2 separate regions of the Mus musculus genome follow, and region 2 is linked to region 1. Evidence: chromatin contacts called from public Hi-C data. All regions are on one chromosome and are shown on one strand. Each heading gives the region's core, a stretch centred on a gene start, on an enhancer-like site or on the middle of the called end of the contact. The rest is flanking DNA. Distances are from core to core; before and after follow the strand shown.

Region 1 (3,666 bases), core at 1,150-3,649:
TGTACTTGTGGAGGCCAGAGGTCGACTTCACTATCTTCCTCTTTCCATCATCACCACCATCATCTTTGAGACCTAGAGATCTCTCAGTTAGACGGTCAACAGACCCTAGGGATCTACCTTTGTCTCCCTTTTCCCTCTCGGCACTGGATGAGGGGAGTATGCAGCCTTCCCCAGGGTCGTACTGTCTGAACTTGGGTCTTATACTTTGCTGCGGTGCTCTGCCTGCTGAGCTCCTTCCTATCCTGTGGTAGCATCCTTACAGGTTTTGTGTAGAGAACTGGGGCAAGAGTTTCAGAACCAGGCCATTGGAGTGTTTCCTGAAATTCTGGGCAATCCTATGAATGATCAATGTAGACATTTGCAACTTGTGAGCATATAGTTACTGGTTAGTTAGCGTCTTCTCACTGTCATGATAATATCTGACAGTAACGACTCAAAAGGGCAAGAGTTTATTTTGCCTTGTGGCTTTGGAGGGTTCAGTCTGCTTGGTTCCATGTACTAGAGCAGACCATGGCAACGGGGGCTTTTGGTGGAGGAAAGCTGTTTACTTGCTGGCCAAGCAAGAAGCAGAGAGACAGGGAATTCAGGCAGTAGCTGCTTTCCTCTGCTTTTCAGATATTTTTATTTTGTCCAGCCCCCACCCATCAGGTGGTGCTGCCCATCCTTGGTTAACCCTTTCTGGAACTGCCCTCAGTGATGCACCCAGAGGCCTGCCTCACCGATCTCCTAGGTGATTCTAAAATCCAGCAAGTTGATGATGACTATTAACCATCATAGTCGTTAACATGGGATTTTAACCCAGCCAAACGAATGTCTTTGGGCTGGAGGCCAGTGATAGAGTGTGGGATTAGATCTCAGCAGCAGCATAGACAGTCAAGTGTTGCTTTGTTTGTTTGTTTTATATATATGAGCACATTGTCACTGTCTTCAGACACCCCAGAAGAGGGCACTGGATCCTATTACAGATGGTTGTGAGTAACCATGTGGTTGCTGGGAATTGAACTCAAGAACTCTGGAAGAGCAGTCAATGCTCTTAACCACTGAGCAATCTCTCCAGCCCTGACATACAGTTTCTATAGATCCCTTTCCAGTGCCTTTTGGAGTTGGAGATTTTACATAAATGAAGTATAAAGCTAGGAAACTTTCATAAGAGTTTTACGATGAATGGATCTATTTAACAGTAACTTGAAAGGTGATCAGTTAATGATTTTATGGAGAAGGATTTGCCAGTCTTTGTCATTGCTGTGAAGTGCCTACTTTGAACTGGATCAGGCTATTATTTTACAATATTATTAATACCTTAGTTTGATAATAGAGGTTCTCAGGAAATGTGCTTGCTGTTAACTTGTGTTGTACTTGAATCTTCACAAAATTTCCCTGTCTTTTCTCACTTGATATCCTTGAATCTGTTCCATGATGATCTACATTCCAAAGGTAAAAGACAGTTTAGACTTGAGTTGCCAGCATCAGATGTGGTTTTGGTCCAGGCTCCTTTATTTAGCTGTTGAGGTTTCCAGTGACTTCTGAGACCCAGCACTGTGTGTTTCCCTGCAGCTAAGGAGCTGAGCTGACCTTGCCTTAGCCTTCTCCTGATGGAACCTCTGGACAGGTGAATATCCATGGAATTAGTGTTGGCTCTTCGTGCCAAGCCTCAATTATCTAGACTCTTAACTGTCTCCCTTACATCCTAGCTACTTTACCTAAGGCTTAGGGGATAGGCCAACACATTGTGTTATTAGATGTCTCTGACAAACCCTTAGGATAGAAAAGTATATCACATAAAGCGACATCCAAAAGGGACGTCCTTGTCATCCATCCCCATCCAGTCACTGGCACACTGCACCCAGACACGGTAGGGAACAGCGTCTGTTTGGGTGCCTGTCACTCAGCAGAGAGCTCAGCCGTGACACTCCCGATTCCCAGAGTTACTTCTGCTTCTTACCCGTGGCAGTCCACGCAACACAGCTCCAGTCACACGGAAGACAGGAGCAGCACAGCTTTCTTAAGTGGATGCCTCGGGGCGTGAATTCTTGATCTTCTTTATGGGGTTCTTATCTTTCACCCATTCATTTGCTGTAGCTATGGTGCAAAAGTGCTTTTGCAGACAGACCACCTTCAAGAGTAAAGCAGGGTATTAGCTGAAGTGTTTATATTAATTGGGACTCAGCACAGATACCATTTGAGTTTCTGAAAGTGCACAGAGGCTAGGAGTTTGAGGACTTGATGCCCAACATAAAGGTACCTTAAAGCAATTAATTATTAGTTAACTGCTTTTTTTTTTTAAGTTGAGGCAGGGATTCATGTAGCCCAAGCCGGCCTTGAACTATATATAGCTGAGGAGTGCCTTGACTAATAATCCAGTCACTGCCTCCGGGAAACAGCCGTGTGTCACCACATCTGGCTTATTTGACGCTAGAGGGTGAATCTAGGGCCTTATGCATGCTAAGTCAGCACTCTATGGACTGACTGAGCCACACCCCCAGCTCTTATTTATTTATATACTAATCTGAGTCAGGACTTAACACTGTAGCTTGAGCTAGCCTAAGACTAGAGGCTCCTGGCTCTGGTGGGCTGAGATGACAGGAATACGTCACTGTGCCTGGCTGAGATACTTTTAGTTTTTAGTCCTTTTTGTTTACGGTTAACAAAGGTTAGGGAAACAAGACTCTTTTTTTCTTTTCGCTTCTTTGGGGGATGCTTGGCAGAGTCCTAGAGTTGGTGTGTGCTTTGGCAGTGTGCGAGTACCATGTGCCAGGTATCCTTTCCTCGGTTGCCAGTGCCTGGCTTCTTCAGCTTACCGTGTGGTGTACCAGGGATTTTTATCATCCTCCTAAATCATTTTTAAAAGTTACTACGCGATGCACACGACATGAAGTTTGGCGTCTTACTGGCCGGAGGGCAGCTGTGTTAACCGCTGTGTTAACCGCTGTACAGCTCTAATCGCCTTAACTGGTTTTAAGAACTCAGTTCACTGGCATTAAGTAAATTCACACCCTCCCAGAGTCATTACCACCTCCCATCTCTACATTTCATTTCACCAAACTGAAAGCTTGCTATTGTCTCCATTTCTTCCATATTTCCATTTCTTCTAGTACCTTTCATACGGTCCTTTTATGGTAGAGACTGTCTTTTAATATCAGAAGCTCACATCGGGCAGGCATTCATATTCCCATTTCGTAAACTGACAAGTCGAGGCATTGATAGGAAAAAGCATTGCTAGGGGGCCAGGCTATCAGCTTAGTGCTGTGACTTTAAGTCAGATCCCTTTACACTCTTACACTGTGCTCACAAGACTGAGCAATGTTTTGTGTTGCCTGCCTGCCTGCCTGCCTGTCTGCCTGTCTGTCTACCTGTCTACCCTGTGTCATCTCTTGAGTTTGTGGGCATGGAGCGAGCGTCAACAGGGAGGATTCCCGGAGTTTTGTTCTAAATTATGGGTCTTGCCCCGACAACAGTCAGTCTTGTTCATCACCGTGGGCATTTCCTCAGATCCTGCATTCTTGTCCTCTGCCTAAACACATAGATGCAGCAGATGTCTCTTCAAATATTACTTTAAAAAATGCCTGGAATTGTATTTAAATGGCTTCAATTATTCACTAATTAAATTGCAGATTGTATCTCCTGGGGCTTTTGCACTGGGCTGAGTTTCTTCATTGTTTGTGTTGG
Region 2 (3,795 bases), core at 121-2,620, 360 kb after region 1:
GGATGAGAAAAGTTCTTCATTATTAGAGAGCAAAACAAATAAAGAAGATGGCCTAAGGAAGCTTGTATCTCTGATGTGCTTTATGGAGGTTTTCTGAAAGTACAATATTCGTGTCTTATGAGTTGCTTATGGTACTTTAACAGATACACAACGTACTCCTTTCTAATACACTCCTTATGTGAGTTAAAGCATACTGTATTTACAAATGCATTATTAATCTCACATTCTGACTGTAGATTTGTGTGTGTGTTTGTGTGTGTGTCAGCCAGGAATAAGTTGCTTCCTGTTTGTGGATGTGTGTTGATACACATGTGTCAGGAGATAGCTGTTTGGTGACGCTGCAAGAAGCAACTGTCACTCTAATGTAAAACCTGTAGCAGACACAGCTCAATCAGCCCATCTTAACTTGACAGAGCTGAAAATGGCTTGAAAAAGAGAGCCTGAAGAACTAGGTTGAAACCCTAGCCAGCGAGTGTTTCTGGCTTCCTCCTGACTTCTCTAGATCTATTACATGGTCTAAAGGAAACTGAGGAGCATGTGAATGTCTGAGTCTGCAGCAACATTGCCTCTGGTAGTTGAAGCTTCCAGACAGCAAATGCATGGAGAGAATATACTTAATAATGTATACATGTATCTAAGTTACCATCAACATCTTACTGTGTGTGGTGTGTGAGTGCTTGTGGAGTCCAGAGGACAATGTCAGGTGGGTGTGACTTCCCTAATGTTGGAACTGGAAACTTGAGTCCATTGGAAGAGTAGTAAACACATCTAAGCACTCACCATCTCTCTGGTGTTTCCCTACTGAAAGCCATTGAAGCATCCTATCTTTCCTTACATTTCAGCATCCCTGAGTGTGTGAATGAGATTGTCATCACAGGCCCATATCCATACACCTTATGTTAGATTTCCACCATCATTACTGATACAACTCTTAATAGATACCCTCTATGTTTTTATGTTGCGTTTGTGGTTTGTGCGTATGCATGCCCTGGTGTCTATGGTGAGGCCAGAGGATATATTACAGGAGTTGCTTCTCTCCTTCTACCATGTGCACCCAGGGGATGGATCAGCCCCAGAACATTAGACTTGGTGGTGAGCACCTTGGCTTGCTAAGCCACTTTTGCAGCTCTCGTGTGTTATTCTTTGACTTGGGTTGATTTGAACTCTAAACAAATGATTCACCTTTGTTTATGCCTACATGTCAAATACTAATACCTACTGGAAAAGTGATGGTTTCATTTGGAAATTGAATTGTCATTTGGAACTGTGGGTTGGCAGTCCTACTGGGTCAATGAAAGAACTTGGCCATGTTCACTGGCCATACTTGGCCTCATTTTTGCCATGTGTTGGCCAGATGCAGAAGCCTGTTCATTGCCAGAGGGCACAGAATTGTGGAGAAAAGGCTAGAAACTTGTGCCGTTGAACACACTGCATATCCTTCCTCTGCTATTTTGGCTAGAGAAGTTTCCTTGTAGGTGTCAGGATAGTAATGTGAGAATGGAGCCTCCCTTTGGCCTCTTTCAGGCACAGAAGGAGTGTGAGTGAGGGTATGTAAATGTGTTTTTATTCATGTATAAATGTATGTATTTGTGTAAAGGCCAGAGGTCACCTGAATTCCCCTTTCTTTTTTCTCCACCTTGTGTCTCACTGAACTTAGGGTTCATCAACTTAGTTAGGCTGACTGGCCAGAAAGTGCCACAGATCTGCCTCTGTCTCCATCCCTCCTTTTCCCCAGTCCTTGGAGTTACAGATCCAGGCTGCAGTAGCTGAATTTTATGTACGTGTTGGGAATCTGAGTTCAGGTTCTCATGCCTGTACAGAAGGAACTTTACCAGCTGAGCCAGCTCCACAGAATTTTCCAGAATGCTTCCTTTAAGCACACTGGAGAACATGGCTGCAAACAAAGGAAGATTAAAAAATGTGATCTCTACTGTGAAAAACAGTTTTGAGTGTGAACAGCTGAACCAATGAGTTGGATAACACACATAGTCTTTGTTAAGGGCTTCTGAGTGTCCCAGGAAAGTCATTACTCAAAATGGAGAACCACGAAAGTGTCTGTATTTGTCTCAAGATAGACTCGTATGCAAAGGGTTCCAAAATTTTTGACAAATCAATCCCACAGTTAAGGGTCATATATTTATAGCTGATCCAAACCCCAAGATGAATAGAGATGTCAAAATCTTGAGCATATTGGATGTTTACACATGAATAAGCAAGATGGCAGACATTGTTTTCAAGTAGACTTTTTTTTTTAGCATTTGCATGTTTTTGGTTCAGCTTGTAATTTCCATATAACATTTTTTCATGTTTACATTAGCATGTAATTAGCATATATATAATTCCATGGTGGGTTATATAAATGCCTATGCTCCCCAAGAGGAAAAATGTCTGTGGGTTTTTATTTCCTTTTCTAAAATATATCTAAACTATGTTGGTATTGGGGGAATAATTGTATTTTTCTTTTTAATTAGAATTAATAGTTTAAGTGATGCAGCAGCCTATGAAGTTCGACTTCTAAATTAAAGAACTTCATGTTTCAGGAAAGGTATTTAGTTTCAGGACTTGCAGGAATAGACTTGAAATATTAATGTTAATTTATCCTTTACAGCATTTGGTACTCTAAGTACTGTAGCTACTCTTTAGCTAGAGAGTCTTATATTTGAGAAAAATATTTTAATGAATTTTACCGATTTTATTTTCTAATGCTGTGTGTATATATGAGAATGTGTGTTGAATAAAAAGAGAAATACCATTTCAGTGGATACCCCACCTTTCACCTGATAGGATGAAGGTAAGGAATGACTGTGTGTGTGTGTGTGTGTGTGTGTGTGTGTGTGTGTGTGTGTGTGTGCATTTGATCAAAGGCTTTTCAGACACACACACTACATTGCCTTTGCAATTCATTTTTGGATATCTCATTTCAGTGGATCATTAATACTATAAATTAATACTGATGTTAGGAACACATGGTTTCTCCCCCGACCCCAAACTTTTTTTATTAAATACTGAACAGGGTGGGCTAGTATGGTGGTACATGCCTTTAATCCCAGTACTCAGGAAGCAAAGGCATTGGCAAAGGCAAACAGATTTCCGTGAGTGTGAAGCCAGCCTGGTCTACACAGTGAATCCAGGCCAGTTGGGGCTACAAGAAGATACTGTCGAAAACAACAATAACAATAAAATAATAACAGATTATGAACATTTACCATGTGAACACATAAATTCTTTAATACTGTCCTAAGATGCAGAACAGAACCAATACCGGCTGCTTCACAAGGGAGCTGTTTGTAGCAAATGGGGATGGTTGCCAAACCATCAGTGCTATCACCTGAGCTAGTGTTGAAGAAAAGGCTTCCGTGTCACTGGGTACTATTTTTTATGATTTGTAATTTTATCATAATGGGGTTTTGTGTGGATACCACTTTCTTCATATCTCTGCATATGCCATTGGATGACTGAATCATAAAAAAAGTAACTTGGGCATCTTGAGAATTCAATATTTAGAATTTCACACTGAACTTCCCTAGATGGAATTGTATTTGCCTTTCTTGCCATTGTATTGTGACTTAATTGAAGTAGAGACAATTATCAGTTAACTTTCCCATCCCTGATGTAGTATTTGTTATAAGAGAATGTTGGAAATATTCAATAAATGTTATTTGAACAATGAAGGCATTGAATGAGAAAGTATACTGTGGTGGGGGTGGTGCCTCTTGCTTCATCTTCATGTGTGTTTGTGCATTTGAGCAAGCTCAGTTAATTCACACTAAGGACAGGAAGTCACAGACGTTGTCC

The links. Hi-C and Micro-C count contacts between places; a contact is called where the count stands out from the background.
Region 2: a Hi-C map of muscle stem cells shows a contact between it and region 1, with 4 times the contacts expected there. The contact joins two enhancer-like sites.

Annotation. Positions count from the first base shown.
Region 1 is chr13:28,822,439-28,826,104 of GRCm38.p6, reverse strand. The region is part of intron 2 of 2610307P16Rik (RIKEN cDNA 2610307P16 gene); the gene reads left to right. Among named protein-coding and RNA genes, the nearest start is that of 2610307P16Rik, 61 kb to the left of the region's middle. Within about 2 kb of position 2,399, at least 29 of the 459 cell types and tissues checked have an H3K27ac peak or open chromatin away from gene starts, as enhancers often do. A contact at or near this core is called in muscle stem cells, where this site is marked.
Region 2 is chr13:28,463,871-28,467,665 of GRCm38.p6, reverse strand. The region is part of intron 7 of 2610307P16Rik (RIKEN cDNA 2610307P16 gene); the gene reads left to right. Among named protein-coding and RNA genes, the nearest start is that of Gm40841, 44 kb to the right of the region's middle. Within about 2 kb of position 1,370, at least 3 of the 459 cell types and tissues checked have an H3K27ac peak or open chromatin away from gene starts, as enhancers often do. A contact at or near this core is called in muscle stem cells, where this site is marked.